Regions from separate parts of the Gasterosteus aculeatus genome. Here all the other regions are linked to region 3. A link is a contact called in public Hi-C data. All regions are on one chromosome and are shown on one strand. The core of a region is the stretch at or near the end of the contact, and the rest is flanking DNA. Distances in the headings are between cores, read along the strand shown. Region 1 holds the start of nt5m (5',3'-nucleotidase, mitochondrial). Region 2 holds the start of LOC120819707 (dexamethasone-induced Ras-related protein 1). Region 3 has its middle 12 kb from the start of LOC120819229.

Evidence for each region. A called contact is a pair of places that touch in the nucleus more often than the background predicts.
Region 1: a contact with region 3 is called in a Hi-C map of skeletal muscle, with 9 times the contacts expected there. The contact joins the promoter of nt5m here to the enhancer-like site in region 3. A contact is called at or near these places in 5 of 6 Hi-C or Micro-C datasets (liver, skeletal muscle, tail fin and 1 more).
Region 2: a Hi-C map of skeletal muscle shows a contact between it and region 3, with 4 times the contacts expected there. The contact joins the promoter of LOC120819707 here to the enhancer-like site in region 3. A contact is called at or near these places in 2 of 6 Hi-C or Micro-C datasets (both in skeletal muscle).

What each region holds. Positions count from the first base shown.
Region 1 is chr5:5,644,183-5,647,019 of fGasAcu3.hap1.1, forward strand. It overlaps nt5m (5',3'-nucleotidase, mitochondrial), which reads right to left and starts at 1,297. Exons shown (of 5, transcript XM_040176332.2): 1 at 290-1,297. The coding sequence starts at 574.
Region 2 is chr5:5,613,380-5,616,301 of fGasAcu3.hap1.1, forward strand. It overlaps LOC120819707 (dexamethasone-induced Ras-related protein 1), which reads left to right and starts at 1,659. Exons shown (of 2, transcript XM_040177374.2): 1 at 1,659-2,206; 2 at 2,408-2,922. The coding sequence starts at 1,729.
Region 3 is chr5:5,526,723-5,529,538 of fGasAcu3.hap1.1, forward strand. No RefSeq gene overlaps it. Among protein-coding and RNA genes, the nearest start is that of LOC120819229, 12 kb to the left of the region's middle. Within about 2 kb of position 1,554, at least 4 of the 9 cell types and tissues checked have open chromatin away from gene starts, as enhancers often do.

The DNA of each region.
Region 1 (2,837 bases), core at 47-2,546, 120 kb after region 3:
TAAAATTCATGAACTATATACAAAAGTGGTTGGAATACACTGTGCAGGTGCACTGAATTGGTGCATATGTTGGTTATCAATATCAACCTTCAACTGCAACCTCAACAGAGTGAGAGCCGCTGTCAATCATTCACAGTGTGTACATGTCGTTTATTAATTAACTAACTATCTGACAGGGAACCCTGGGGAGCCAGCCGGGGGGGGGGGGGGGGGGGGGTCTGGCCCACATGTGGGGGACCCATTATCCATAAGAGCACAATATGAGACACGCGTACAACACGTCACTTACACACAGGTCGCTCCTCAGCTGGCCGTACTGCGTGGACACCCAGAACCCTCTCCTGTCCTCCAGGGGGATGTGGGGGTCGTCCGGGTACCGGGCCCGGTACTTCTTCAAGAACCCCCCCTCGAAGTCCGCCAGCACCCCGTCCATGTCCACCAGAACCCGCAGTCTCTTACCCGAGCGAGAGGAGGAAGAGGAGGACGACGACGACATGTTTACGCAAATCCTCTTAAAAGGATCACGAGTTTTCCCTCTTCCGAGCAGGCGTGAAGCGGCGAACAGGGAAATCATGGCCGCCTCTCGAGTGAGCGGTCGCCGCTGTCCTCGCCGCTAAGCCCTCTCCCAACGACGATAAACGCGGTGGCCAGAGTCCGCATGGGAAAGCTCGGAAGCTGTCCGAATACCGCGGCGGGTGTTTTTTCACACACTTTGCATTCGCCGTGTGTGGTTATTTGCGTCGTTTCGGGAAATGTTTCGCTAACTTGTCGGCTTAACTTTATTCATTCAGTCAGCCGTTGATGCTAACAGCCGCTAGCTAGCGTTAGCCGCACAGCAGCAGACAGTCAGCGGTGACGTGCCTTTGGACAGTGTAATGTGAGCTGTTTTGTCAGTGTGTATTTACTGCCCGGGCGAAATCAACACCGCGCTCAATCCCACCACGGCCCCGGTGGCGCCCGGCTGCTGGAGCTACCTGAGCGAAACACGGGAAACGTTAGTACACGATTAGTACTGCGCCACCGAGAGAGGCCGAGCGGCGAGGACGAACTGTACTACCAGCAAAGATCTTTGTAAGAGATGGATGGCTCACTCCGTTATTTTGTATGAAAACCACTTTTGGCACAATTTGCAGTGCAGATTGCTAATTTAGAATTAATAAAGAAAGAAAACGTCCTCCCAAAACCGTTATTGTTATTATTATAGTTGTAGGATATTTATGCCTGTATGTGACCAAAAAGAAAGCTGTCCACGATATGTACAATTGTATACATTTGAGCTGTTTTTTCTTTCTTTTGTTTGCTCACCATCAGAGAGATGTTCCAGACATTTCATTTGCCACAGAATCACACTTGGTGTGATTTTTTTTAATGGAAGATTTGCTAATGGTAGATATAGTGGTACAGCAAAACCAACAATACCATATCTACTAAGCCTGCAACAAGTATCTTCAAAAATAATCAAATTCATATTAGGTTTATAAAAGGTGATGAACCTAATACGCAGCCATATTGAAAGGCTTAATAAATAGTTAAGGCGTGAGGGCCACCAATGAATAAGGGTGCTGGTATTATCTACTACATTTACATTACCTGTCAGAACATCTCTTCTGAATTGTAACGACAGTCAGATAATAATTAAGAACTTTTAAAATTGTTATTCTCTATTGTGTCTTAATGCTCTAAACAAGCTCTTGGGTATGAGCACGGAACAATATCAACAATTTGGAGACGGATGCGTGGATGAATACTCAAACTGAAATTTAGACAATCACAAAATTACTTGCAATAGTTGTATTTTTCAAGTACACGAAGCTTGGATATCCAGTTCTATTAGATGATGCTTAAAAGTCTGTTAGGCAGGAGCTCTTACAGCTTATAACATCTTTGCTAAAACACGGTAAATTATACGTCAGTTCCTGTATTTTCCTTTTCCTTCAAGGAGGAACTGTATTCAGAACTAGACAACTGCAGCACGTTGAAGTCTACCTGTGACAAGAACTATGGGTTAAAAAGTCCTTAAAATAAAACTAGAAAAGGCATTTCCTGCTGAAAATGCGTTGGAATGCAAAAAGCTGAAAGCTGCACTGAATATTTGAAAATAGCTGAAAATACAGAAAGTTGAAGGGAATTTGAATACATCTGAAATTACAGATATTAGAAAAGCTGAAATCAATTTGAAATTGCTGAAAATACAGAAATGGGAGAAGCTGAAAGGAATTTCAATAGATTTGCTGAAAAAGCAGAAATGAAAACAGCTGAAATAAATGTGAAATCTTGCAAAAAATAGCTAAAATGAATTTCAAAAACGGCTGAAAATACAGAAATCCGAAAATGTACCAACAAGCCGAAAAACTGAAATGAATTTAAAAAAAAATGCTCATGATATAAAAATGACAATTTACCAGCAAGCTCAAAGATGAAATTAAGTTCAATTTCTGAAAATATTGAAATTTCCAATGGCTTTGCTGAATAAGTGTTAATGCCAAAAAGTGAAGACCAGCACAGCAGGAAAACATAATATTTTAATTTCAAAATTGGCAGTGTGGAAGATGAAGTGCAGCATTTAACAAAGCTAAGAGTTGAAATACAACACAAAAGAAGATCCCGTCTTTACATTCTTTTTTGACTCATTATCTTCTATCGAAATATAAAGAAATACTAGAAAAGGCATTTCCTGCTGAAAATGCGTTGGAATGCAAAAAGCTGAAAGCTGCACTGAATATTTGAAAATAGCTGAAAATACAGAAAGTTGAAGGGAATTTGAATACATTTGCTGAAATGACAGATATTTGAAAAGCTGAAATGAATTTGAAATTGCTGAAAATACAGAAATGGGA
Region 2 (2,922 bases), core at 409-2,908, 87 kb after region 3:
CTTGTTCGCTAGTGCACTTTATTTTTTTTATATATTTAAAACTTTTTAAATATTTGTAACTTTAACTTTATTCTCTCATTTTATACTAACCCTTAGCCTTATTCTACTAACCCATAGCATTAGCATTTCATTTTATTTTATTTAATTTTATTACTTGTGCACTGCTGTCTTGTTGTCTATTGTTACACTGTCTACTGTCACGCACCAACCGCCAAGACAAATTCCTTGTATGTTTGACATATTTTGGCAATAAATGTTTCCTGATTCCTGATTCAACCAGACTTCCACTGCTACACAACGCTGCTGTCTGTTCATTTAGCAAAAGTCTAGAGCCTACAACTCATCTCTACCTTCTCCCCTGGTGAGGTCATTTCCCCTTATTGACAGCAGTCAAATGCACAATTTTTCAAGCAATTCATAATGAAATACTTAAGAAACTGTACATCATTTGGGAAAACAAAATAGCAAAGGAAGAAATTAATTCTGTAGAGCCTCCATCACACTAGACGTTTTACAACTGACCTCCATTCAAATGCACTCCACTCACCTCGCAGCACAACACATGGAGAGGAGGACTTATTTAAGGGTAAAACCAGTGTGATATTACTCATCTTAAGTTGCATGACAAGCCAAGTAAATATGGTCTTTATTTCTCTAAAATTAATTGAATATCAGAAGAACTTTTTCTATTTGTTTCTTTTAGGGAATAGCGTAATTATAATAGCAACATCAAAGTGCTTCAGTGCTTTTGACAAAACATTTGGGCTGTTACCCTTGGATTCACTCATTATGAACTGATTAATTAAAAGTGTACTTGGAGTTCTCCCGTTTTCAGATAATGCTCCTAACATACTAAGTTGTTCTTCCCACTTGACTGAATAAATGTGCAAATTAAAGCAGCAGGTTTAGGCTCAAATCGACTGCTGTCTGGCTCTAGGTTGCCATGGTAACCGCTTCCTCTCATTCACTTTAAACAAAATACATCTTTTTCCATTTGACTTTTTATTTTGCAATGACTGTGAATCCATTCATGACCGATGCGAGTTTCATGGCGTTTGTCAGCTGTGATTAAAGAAATGTATATTTCAAAGGTAGCTAAACAAAGAGACCCAACTGCTTTTATTCTCACCCACGCACCCGAAGCTTCTCCACGGTGGGTCTTCATCCTCAAGTGGGTCGTGCTGTCCACATTTGCAATTGCATCTAGAGCGCCCCCGTATGGCCACCTCGGTAACTGCACTGAAAAGAGCTTAGCTCGTGCCTGTTGACGCGGAGCAGCAGCCGATTACTGAGGATGTGAATTCAATCAATTCAATGCAATAGTGGCGGATACACTGAATATGGCGTGCAGATATGTGCCCACTGTGTAGTTTTGCAGGCGGGGGGGGGGGCGGAAACATTGGCAACTGTTTGTTGGAATAAAACTGTATATGTAATAGCCACACTTTGTAGGGACTAGCAACACATTTACTCGTTCTGGAAGAACTCACATCCGCTGCCGAGGTTGTGTATCATGAAGAAATGTCCAAGAGGTCAACCCAATGGTCAACAATGTGCCAAGCGGCTTAGACGCCGGAAGACGCGTCAATCATTCACAGTTCTTTGGAAGTCATTACTCGGCTGAATGTGTGCCACTCTTCCCCCCGTCCCATTACATTTAATAACATTGTTTCCCGCATGGTTCTGCCGGTCCCCGTTGCGTCTTCGTAAGAAACGGCAAACTGACGCATGGGTCTGAGATTGGCCCACTTCTCCCAGCACTCAATGAGGCTCCGAGTTCCAACTCACCAAGCCGTGACGCAGTGCGGGAGGAGGAGCGCGCCGCCGGGACCTTTAAATAAACGAGTCCAGTCCGGACTGAAGACAGAGAAGCCCACAGCGGAGCCACCGACAGCATCTGCGCACAGCGAGAGACCGCTTTTTACGCACAGAATCATGATCAAGAAAATGTCACCTTCCGACAGCGACTTTGACATCCCAGCAAAGAACTGCTACAGGATGGTGATTTTGGGATCCACCAAAGTTGGGAAGACGGCCATCGTCTCCCGTTTCCTCAACGGGAGGTTCGACGAGCAGTACACTCCGACCATCGAGGACTTTCACAGGAAACTGTACAGCATCAAGGGAGACGTCTACCAGCTGGACATACTGGATACGTCGGGGAACCACCCTTTCCCCGCTATGAGGAGACTTTCCATACTGACAGGTACTTATGCACATTTGTTTCTGTGCGTTTTATTGCAAGAAAAATAGTTGTAGAGTGCATTTGAAATGGTGCAAACGTGAGGTCAACGTGCGCCTTTAACGCATGGACGCAGCGCAAAAAGGAACGTTGCGTCTCAAACTCTTAGCATGCATGCATGGCCGGCCAAGTTAACCAAAGCTCTCTTCTCTCTGCCCCCCCCAGGTGACGTGTTCATCCTCGTCTTTAGTCTGGACAACCGGGACTCCTTCCAGGAGGTGCAGCGGCTAAAGCGGCAGATTTTCGAGACCAAGTCGTGCCTCAAAAACAAGATCAAAGAGAACATCGACGTGCCTCTGGTCATCTGCGGCAACAAGGGCGACCGAGAGTTTTACCGGGAGGTGCAGCAAGAGGAGATCGATCAGCTGGTGGCCGGAGACGAGAAGTGCGCGTACTTCGAGATCTCCGCCAAGCGCAACGAGAACGTGGATAAGATGTTCCAGACTCTGTTTACCTTGGCCAAGCTACCTCACGAGATGAGCCCCGACCTTCACCGCAAGGTCTCCGTGCAGTTCTGCGACATGCTGCACAGAAAGTCTCTGAAAAACAAGAAGGTGAAGGACATCGGCGAGGCGTTCGGGATGGTCACTCCGAGCGCGCGGAGACCAAGCGTGCACAGCGACCTCATGTACATCAAGGAGAAGGCCATAGGAGGCGGCCAGGGCAAAGACAAGGAGAGG
Region 3 (2,816 bases), core at 304-2,803:
TCATACCTTAACTGCATTAAATGAAAGTAATTCACATCACAGCTTTGTTGAAGACAGAATAATTGTTTGTTCTCCACCCAGAAAGTGTTTTTTTATACTGTATAAATATATATTTATATATGAACTCGCCTGTAGTCCTGGCCCATAGGCGGTTTTCATATGTCCCTGTGTTTAAATGTCAGTTTGTGCTTGTGTTGATCTTTTCAAAACCATGGAAACACACTGACAACAGACTCCTGTGTCCTGTAAAGAATATGTGCTGATGCATAGATTGTGTTTTTTAAATGACAAGTAATTCCAAGAAATGTTAATGAAACGTTTTCCTTTGCATAAACCACATCAGACACGAATGACTCATTAAAAGTACTTTTGTGTGTCTTTAAGACGTCCCGTATATTCCCGTCCCTGTTTGATAGTGTGGTCCTCTTTGCAGTTTGTAAACATGGTTGTGTGTTCTGTGTGTTGTTGCACAGTACGCCCGTGTTGCATGATGCACAGCATGTCCTGTCACGAACAATTTGGTTTCTGATTTTGGAAAAGTGGCCCCGAGAACTTCCACCTGTCAACTCTCGCGAGTCCCTTTTCTACGCCGGCGATACGTCTGGATTCTCGACGTGAGTCCTCACAACGTTCTGTCTGCTTTGTGTTGATCTCCCTCTCTGATTGTGCGTCCCCGGCTGCTCGTGGAAAGATGCAGTTCATCGCCTGAGTGATCAACACCGTGACACAGGCTCTGACTAATAGTTATTCCAAATGTCCCGGTCCAGGACAGAGTGACCAGCACCCACAAGCCCCCCCCCCCGTTGGAAGGTGGGCCTGACCTGGAGCACTGTTTTTGTTTCATGGAACAATGGCTCCTATCAGAGAGGGAGGGACGCTCGCCGGGTTTTCTGTGGCGACAAAGCTCGAATCGAGTGTTGACCCGTTTATTTCCCCGAGCTGTTTTAAAGATCACAGACACCCCACGCGTTTGTATACGGAGGCGTGATCCCGAGGTAAGCACTTTCCTCATTGAACAAAAACGGCGTTTTCTAAATTAATCATAATCTCACGCAATTAACAGAATTGATCAGCTTGTTGATCAGACAGTGGTGGTAGGTAACCAAATACATCTACTGTGTTGAAGTACACATTAAAAGGTACATAATATTACATTGCAGAAGCAAATATTGTTCTTCTCCACCGCATTAATCTGACAGATGCAGTTAATGAGTTACTTTTCATTTTAGTGACTTTTTTAATGATCATAAATATCTCAATATTTTTGCACGTAATACATATAAAGAGTTCCTCAAATAAAATGTATTATTAGAAAATAAACCACTCAACAATACACATGCATAAAGGTTATATGTCTCTTTTACAGCCCCTCAAATGCCAGAACGTTTAGTGTTTACTGATTCCTTTCACATAAAATAGTTTAAATATCTCCACTTAGTATTTCATCCATTGTTATACAGTGTGATATTAGTAATTTGAACAGTGACCCCCCCTGAAGTCAAACTGGGTCAAGCTGCAATGCCTTGAAGGCTCAGGAGGGGTCACATTTGTATCACAGATCAGCTGTTGAGCAACAGGCACCACTTGTTGCTCATGTAAGAAATAAGGAGAAAAATAGACCACCTGAAAAGGACAAGGGCTGCTTTCAACATTCAACTGTCTCTTTTACAAGATCAACTACATTTGATGCTCCCTACAACATGTTCAAATTTACATCCTCATGTCATGTTAAACTGCTCACTTTCATAAGGTGAAAACGTGACTGCTAAACAGCGTTGCCAACAGACAACAGAAAAGGAGGGAAAAAGTGCATAGGCAGCAGATGAGAGTGGGTGAGTCCACTCCCACTCTCATCTGCTGAGAGTTTGAGAGCTTTGTTACCTGTGTTCATATTGGTGCATTTTAATAAAGATTTAATAAAATTATACAGCTATTGGCAGGGTCCGTTCTATTGGTTGGTCTCTCAGTTAAGGGCAAACAATGAAGCTGCCATGTGGAGTCCTCTGTGTGCACTGTACATTCTGTAAACTTGGAACATGTCCGGTATACATTCACAATTTTCAGAGGGGACATCACCAGGGGAGATGGATCAAAGGTTCAAAGCAGGTCTTTTCAGGCTAACGTGCCAGAAGAGAGGTGCAGGAACTTTTGGCCTGGTGTCAAAATAATAACCTCTCCCTGAACACAGACAAGACCGAGGATGAAGACGGTGCAGCACACACCTCTTCCACTGAGGTGGATGGGTGAAAACCTGTAAATCACACCAGCGAGGACCTCACAGAGGACAGAGGCTGTACTTCCTAAGAAGGCTGAGGAAACCAAAATTCTCAGCAACTTCTACTCAGCAACTAGTCGAGAGTGTCCTTACTATATCAATGACCACGTAGTATGGACACTGGCCTGGGACAGGAAGGCACAGTTCATCTCAGGAGCAGCCTTCCCCTCACTACAGCACATTTACTCCACCAGGAGAGCCCACAACATTATCACGGACAGAACAATAACCGCTGATAACACATGTGCACACAGACATGCACATACTGTACTTTGACTGACTGTTGCTGTGACTTTGTGTCACCAACTCGCAATATTTGCAAGAACGCAAGGTGTACTTTAGCCTAATGCCTAATGCATATGTATATATTTTTGTCTCTTTAGTGTGCGCATAAGAATTTCATTGTACAGAGTAACTTTGTATACTGCATGACAATAAATACCTTGATTTGAATCAATGAGTTATTGGTATATGGATCTTAATTGTGAGAACATCATTTTTTATTGTCATCCACAGAAATAAAGAGGCAAGCAGGAGATAC